2 separate regions of the Drosophila melanogaster genome follow, and region 1 is linked to region 2. Evidence: chromatin contacts called from public HiChIP or PLAC-seq data. All regions are on one chromosome and are shown on one strand. Each heading gives the region's core, a stretch centred on a gene start, on an enhancer-like site or on the middle of the called end of the contact. The rest is flanking DNA. Distances are from core to core; before and after follow the strand shown.

Region 1 (3,586 bases), core at 213-2,712, 490 kb before region 2:
AAGTCCGTTTGCCAATAAGCAAAAAAAAAAAACTAAACACCAGTTTTAAAAACCTTTTTCGAAGCATTTTTAACATAAAGTAAATATTTCAGTAGTTTAGATACTTCCTTTATAAATTGCATGCTGTAAAAATAGTTATACGACTTTAGAAGTTTTTCAGCCAGCTTTAAGCACCACATTTTTTTCCAAACACAGAATAATACTTTTTTAAATCCAAAGACTAAGTACATCGGCTAAACTCTAGAGAGCCTTACGTATAATGAATTACTGATTTTACAGCAATATTTACATTTTTGTTTATGTATGTTTTTATGGCTAATTTTGCACATCATAAAAGATTCACTACTAAGGCAAAGACAACAAGATCTAGCATACTGCGGCTGAAAAGTGGCTTTGGCGTCGACCAGCCAAATTTGCAACTGTCGAGATTCACAAGTCGGATGGATTGACTGGACATAAACAGAGATCACGGAGGCTAACTTGGTGATTTGGCTTGGCGTTGGTGCGTGGCACGGTAGTCGCTAGTAAAAATTCAATTAGCAAATTAAATATTAATTACCAGACGGGTCTCTATGCTAATTGAATTAGCAATAGTAGCAGCTGGCAAATAACTAAATAAAGGAAAAAGTATTGGGGGTTTTTAAGTTGGAATGCTGCGAAGATGGAGTTTTTGAGGATTCGTTTTAATATTATCCAATATTTGGCACCTATTTTTTCTGACATAATTGTTTAAATTAAAGAATGTTGTATGAAAAGTGGAAATTGCAATTTAAAATTTGAAATTTTGATATTATAACGATTGCATTTTTGATTATACAATGCAATTACGTTTCATTAAGTTTTATTTTGGTTTAATAATAAATGTCTCATTTTAACATACTACCTTATAAATAAATCTTTTGTTTTTATGTCCAGTAATGCATTATACATTAATATTTTAAGTGGGCCTTAATTTATATCAACCAAATTAAAATGTCAGATGATAAAATTACGTTTGAGAGTTTTATTTTGTTTCCTTTTTTGTAACAATGCAAGTTCTAATATTTTCGGAGCACAGCTGTTTATACTAATATTATTTCTCCTCGTGACAGGTGCCAATGCTATTCTCGCCCGGCTGATTAAAGTATATAATTTGCCGCTCGGCTGTGAATTTAGTGTGAGGCCAGGCCCAAGATGAACCAGTTTGCGGTTGGAAAGTGTGGCAGCCTAGAGTCGGACAAGGTCCCTGATCAGGAATAGCCCTGGCGATATAGCCCAAGTTCCCTGTCGGATTTTTTGATATTTTTTATTTTAATAATTTTTTTTTTGATTTTCTGACTTTCCGACATGACTGCTTCATAAATTCACACTCACTTAAGCCTGCAATTAGCGGTCGAGCAAAAAGCTCCCATCGCTTTGGAGCTTTGGCGCTCTGTTGCTCTCTTTTGGGAAGGTTTTGTCTTTTGCTCACCGCTCTCGGCGTTCAGTTGATCGACGGCAAGCTCTCGAAACGGACGCAGATTTTTGTAAGTCGCCGCCGCGCCTGCGCATTTTAAATCAGTTGCAACAAAAAAACAACGAGAGGCAGCGAAGACGAAATCGAATTGTGTTTTTATTTGTTTGCTTTTGTTTTGTCTGTGTGTTATGCCATGCACAAAACCACCGTGTTCGTAAAAGTGGAGAAAAATCAAAAATCGAAAATTCAAGCCGAAATAAGTTTGCCAAAACAAAAAGAAACCGCAAAAGCCGCGTTATAATAACGCAAATAACGGTATTAAGTTTGAAGCTCATCTAGTTATTTATGCTTTGCTCCTCGTGGTTGTCTGCAAAAATAAAACAAAAAAGCTTAAAACAAACAACAGTGTCGAAAAACCTTAACAATTTGCGCGCACATAAAATATAATTAAAGCCAGCAAATTTTTGCCTTAAACATAAAAAAGTTAATCAACTTGGTTGCAATTAAATGTTGCAATTTATTTTTTTGCAACTAAAGTGCGAAATATTCAGTGCAATACAATAACAAAAATAAATAAGTTTCTCTGAAGCAATACAAATAAAAGTTTCTCTGTAGAAATATAAATAAAAAAATACCAAAATCCATATTATCAAAAATTCAATAAGATATGTAAATAAATAGTTTGGTATACTCAAGCAAAAATAGAATGCTGAACAATGGATAATAAATTATTTATTTTTTTGGGTAACAAACTGATTGCCGAGACTTAAAAGACACCGAGAACTAAAAATAAAATATGATAGATCAAACAAAAAAATTCCCAAACATCTAAAGAGGGAGTCCGCCATTCCTCAAACGTATGTGTGATGGGTGTATGTGTGGGTGGGAGCGGGAAAATTGTGTTGGTAATTTCTAATGCACATTTTCCCTTTAGTATTACCCAACACAATGTTTTATTACCCTTACAGGAGTAACAGGAGTAACTAAACCTTTGATATTTCGATATTTATTAAAACATGAAAAAGAAAATTGATTATAACAACTTCCAGCAATTTTAAACCTTTTTTTTGTATTTTCCGCGAAAGCGTACATAAAGAGCGTATTTTTTTTAATACCCCTTCCTTTTACTGTATTTTCCTGCCTGCCCTTTTAGTTGTCGTTGAATTTGTATGACGTGTGTGCATCAGGTTGATTTTTGTGATGCGTTTTGCCTATGTAATTTCCATGTCAGGCGTTGGGATTACTTCATCTCCCGTTTCATTTCCTATATGGCCAGATGATTCAAACCAAACTGACCAGCGCAAAAATGAAAACAAAAACTACTGCTACAAAAAAACTAAAAAAAAAAGTTGCACGAAAAAGCCGGTTGAAGGCAACTCTTACATATTTACACGCACCAGCGCTCATTGAACACACGCCGCCAGCAGCAACAACAAAGCTAGCACGGGAAAAAATTGTTTTAAACAGTTACTAATATTTTTATTAATATATTAGTAAGGATTATATTGATAAATAACAGTACTACAAAAAGTAATATCAAGATATTCATAATATTCATATATGACATAAATCATACAATTCCGAGTAATTATTTTCTCTCACTGCATTACAGCAACAGCAACAAAAGCAATATCAACAGGGCGACACAGAAACCTGTTGTTGTAGCTCTTGGTGCCTCTCTTGCTGTCTCTGTCTCGTCAAAAGACATTTGCAGAGTTTCCAGCTGCGTGTTGATTATGTCAATTTCATGTTTACTTCATTTCCTCAATCCACCGGCAAAGGTGTTAGAGAGAGGGGTATAGTGGGCGGAAAGGGGTGCGCCAGCAATTTCACTTTCGTTGGACTTGAAAATAAAAGCTGCAGTCTCTGTGGCAGTGTGAGCGAGTGCGAGAGAGAGAGAGAGAGAGAGATTATTGGAGCAAGATGGAAGGAGGTTGGAGCTTGGGAAAGAGAGCAAGTGAGAGTGAGAGTGCGCACAGCAAGTGTGCTGCATACGGTACTTGGATGCTGGTGCTGCTGATGCCTCACTTGCTTTGTGGGGCGTTGCTGCACCGTGGGTTATTGCTATTTAATGTTCTTGAGCATAAAATTGTGGATCGTGACTTTGGGCTCAGCAAATAATTCGTTTCACTAATCCGTATTGTTTCATAT
Region 2 (3,616 bases), core at 41-2,540:
GTCATTCAGCGCCATTGTCGTTGTCACTTCCATCATTGTCAGCCCTGCCGCTTGATTTTGTCATTGTCATGGCGCGTTTGTTTTGCTTTGAGACGGTAGCCAGCATCGCCAGATCAACATCAATTTATTAGTTTTATTTTCTTCGCGGCATCGGGCATTTATAATCAAGCGTTTTTTGTTCCCTTTCGGTTGCCAGGGATTTTTGTTGTGTCACTTCCGCTGAAGACATTTGTCGTCAGCACGAGCGACAGGTTTGCGTCTCATCACTAATACACAGAGAGAAATACATGAGATAGATAGACCTGAAAGCATCCGATTAACAGTCGATCTAACGCTTTAATACACTAGGTTTAGTATGATATAGTCCATAAAGTTGAACCTTATCACATTACACAACCAATGGGCTAACATCATAAGCTTAAGTTCGGAAGTTTTGTGGAGGTCCGGTATTTGAATCATTTTCATTTCTTCCTGTGTACTCTCCCAAATGAGTTTTCCCTCCTTTTGAAGGAACTACCTGCTGCGTGGCGATGATGACGATGATGGCGACCGATGTCTGATGAGTCTATTATCAAACCCGGGCCGGACGGTTGTGTCAGCGGTTATGGGCTCCGTCTCTTGTTTGAATAATTGGACATTACGCGGCTCGACGTTCCGAAAGGAGCCCTAAATAGCAATTAGGCCGCAGTAATTTGAGCTGAGAAACGGAAGTTGTCATGATAATTGGTATTAGTTTCTATAGGCCGTGGCTGGGTAATTGAAAGAAACGGGAAGCAACTAACAAAATATAGATGGAGACCTGTACTTTGGGGAAATGACTTCGCAGAGTTGTCGGTCCACCATAATGATCGTACTTACTGCGGAACGATCAAATGGCTTGAGCTCTTTCGAATTGGGGGAAATGTATATCTTGCATTAATGGAAAAGTATTTGTTTGAGTACTTTTAATCATGATCTTGCAGTCTTCAATGACAAAAAATAAAACAACAATCCAACAAACTCAAAAACCAACAAGAAACCTAATATAACTTAGTTCTAGTTATTTCTTACAACTTATAAAACCCAATTTCAAAATGGACTGTAATTAATTATTTGCTTAAGCTGAGTGCAAAAGACAACCCTAAATCTTTCCCAAGATCTTTCGCTGATGAATTGCGACTACTTGCCCAGTTCTCTAACTGAGTTGAGTTGAGACAACACCCAACTGCATTGCAGACAGTCGGGCCATCAGTCAGTCAGTCAGCTAGTGAGTCAGTGCGACCGTTCAGACCTCCGGCACGTCCGTCATTCAGTCAGTCAGTTTGTCATGCCTTCAAGGCAGGAGGCAGTTGCTGTTGCTGCGGATACTGTCCTCTCCGTGTACACTGTCAACGGTTGAGTGTGTGCGAAAGCTTTGAATTTATATGCCAGTGTCAGTTGTCAATCACATTTGCAAACTGTCACACATGCGAGCGTTCAAACAGCGGCAAGCTGGCAAACTGAGCGAGTGAGTACAGGATGCGGCACAGCGGCAACATATTAATCTTTGCCAACGAGAAGGATACCCACACGTTCGTGGGGCGTTGCCTCGGAAACAGGAAGAAGAAAGCGGCGAAAAGCGCCAGACGTTGACAGGCATAAGTAATGCAAAAAAATTACTTTATAATGGAGTGCGAAAATGAAAATTGCTGTGGCCAAAAAAAAAAAAAAAAAGAAGAAGAAAACGGAATGAAACGAGGGAGAACCCAAAGAGCTTGACAACCGCAACGTTGCTTTTTCCATGATTGCTACAAGCAATTTGAGGTAAGATAATCATGGGCCACGGACCCACAAAAGATTTCGCACACTCACATTTCATATGCATGGCCATGGATGCGAGCGATGGCAACATGTTGCTGCTGCTGCTGCTGTTGCTGCTGCCGCTGGCGTTGAATGTCGGGAGCAATACTTTGTCGCTGCCCTGACTGCTGACTGTCAACTGTTTTTCAGTGTGCGAGGATTTCAAATGCGATGCGCTGACACCTAGCACACACCAGCAACATCAGCGAGACTGGGCGATTGCAAATGCGACATGGGGCCCCACCCACGTGTCGCCTCCACAGCTGACAGCCTTCTGACAGGTTTTGTTGTTCACGCGAGTAATTCATTTTATGCTGCCGCTGCAAGGAGCAGCAACTCCCCTTTAGCTGCTGCTGTTGCTGTTGCTGCTGCCGCTGCTGTTGCTGCTGCTGCTGTCACCTCGTTGCTTCATTTCACATCACAAAAATGCCAAGCAAAGCGACGCCCGTTGACATGTGAGAGACGACAGCACCGCCAGGACATCCAGAGGGAGGCCCCTGAAACGTCCCTGTGACAAGTGACAGTTAAGTTGATGTTGCTGCTGTTGTTGCTGTTGTTGATGTTGCTGCTGCTGCCGTTGCTGCTCCCCAGCAACGTAATTCATTTTGCATGTGCGTGCAACATTTTCAAGCGTATTTATTACGTAAATTAACAACAAATACAACAAGGATGTTGATGAGGACAACTACAATACAACTACAACTGCAACGACGACAGCAGGATGTTCATGACGTAGCGGAAATAAATTTTGCGTGAACAATACAAAGCGTTACACTGCAAGTTGGCTAAGTTGTAAACGCCCCAAGGAGACACAAGAGACGAACGAGCAGGGCGAGTTTGCGAAATTAATGGCAGGCCAAAGGAGTGACGGGCAGAGTAGCAGGACCAGCCACGCACACATGCTAATGAGCCGTCACAGGCGGGGCTTAGAGGGGGTTCCAGGGGATCGAGCTGCTCCACGCTGACAGGAAGTGACTGTCAGCTGAACGAAAGGAACGCAAGGCCCCGAAGTTGCCCGAGGAGCGCTCAAGTGGCCAAGAAATGGCTGAAGAAACCGTCAAGAACTAAAAGTGGAGAAGGTGAGATGAGCAGAGTTAGCCAAACCATTGAAGGACGTTGCTCTAAGTATTATATTATCTTGTTACTAAGCACACTAGTTTGCTTCAGTGTGTTTATACGACGTGGTTCAAAATAAGAACATAGTTTTTCATAGTTTAATTAAAATCGCATTTTAATGCAAACAATTTTCGCAATTAAATACAACGATAACCATTATTCTGCGTGTCAGCAATATTATTTTGAACAGCTCTCTTAAACTTGACTAACAACGACTTAAATCACACACTATTTAGGTAATTTATTGCACCTACATTTTCTGACATCCGGGCCGCTCCGCAATAGAAAATATGTAGAACCCCATGAATCATTGAAAAGCAGCGTTTTATGGTCCCTAACTTCGTTCGCTGAGAATCTTAAAAGCCGGACAGCCAACTAGTCTTGGCTGGTACTATCAGCAAAGAGCTCGAAAAATACATTCAGTAAATGTATCAATTTACATGAAGCAACACTTAATTTGAAAATTATATGCAAAAGGAAGTGCAATAAATTTATAGCCACGTCGGCGAATCAAGAGAGAAAATGTGCAGTGGATATGGAGTTGCAGTTGGATGCAGACTGGCCATAAACTTGTTTACCAATTGCTACCAGGCGAACCAGACCAAGTCTGGAGACCCGGCCATGGACGGAGTGGCTCGTAAATGTTTCTATCAACTTGAAAGGCTCCTCGTAAAATTTGTGA

Evidence for each region. HiChIP or PLAC-seq counts read pairs in DNA pulled down with a chosen protein or histone mark.
Region 1: an H3K27ac HiChIP or PLAC-seq map of the Kc167 cell line shows a contact between it and region 2, with 3 times the contacts expected there. The contact joins the promoter of mol here to the promoter of lncRNA:CR45693 in region 2. A contact is called at or near these places in 1 of 107 Hi-C or Micro-C datasets (wing imaginal disc) and 1 of 6 datasets of contacts at active chromatin or transcription factors (the Kc167 cell line).

The regions. Positions count from the first base shown.
Region 1 is chr2L:14,995,435-14,999,020 of dm6, reverse strand. It overlaps mol (moladietz), which reads left to right and starts at 1,462. Exons shown (of 6, transcript NM_165094.3): 1 at 1,462-1,505.
Region 2 is chr2L:14,509,757-14,513,372 of dm6, reverse strand. lncRNA:CR45693 (long non-coding RNA:CR45693) reads left to right here and starts at 1,290. Exons shown (of 1, transcript NR_124259.1): 1 at 1,290-3,460.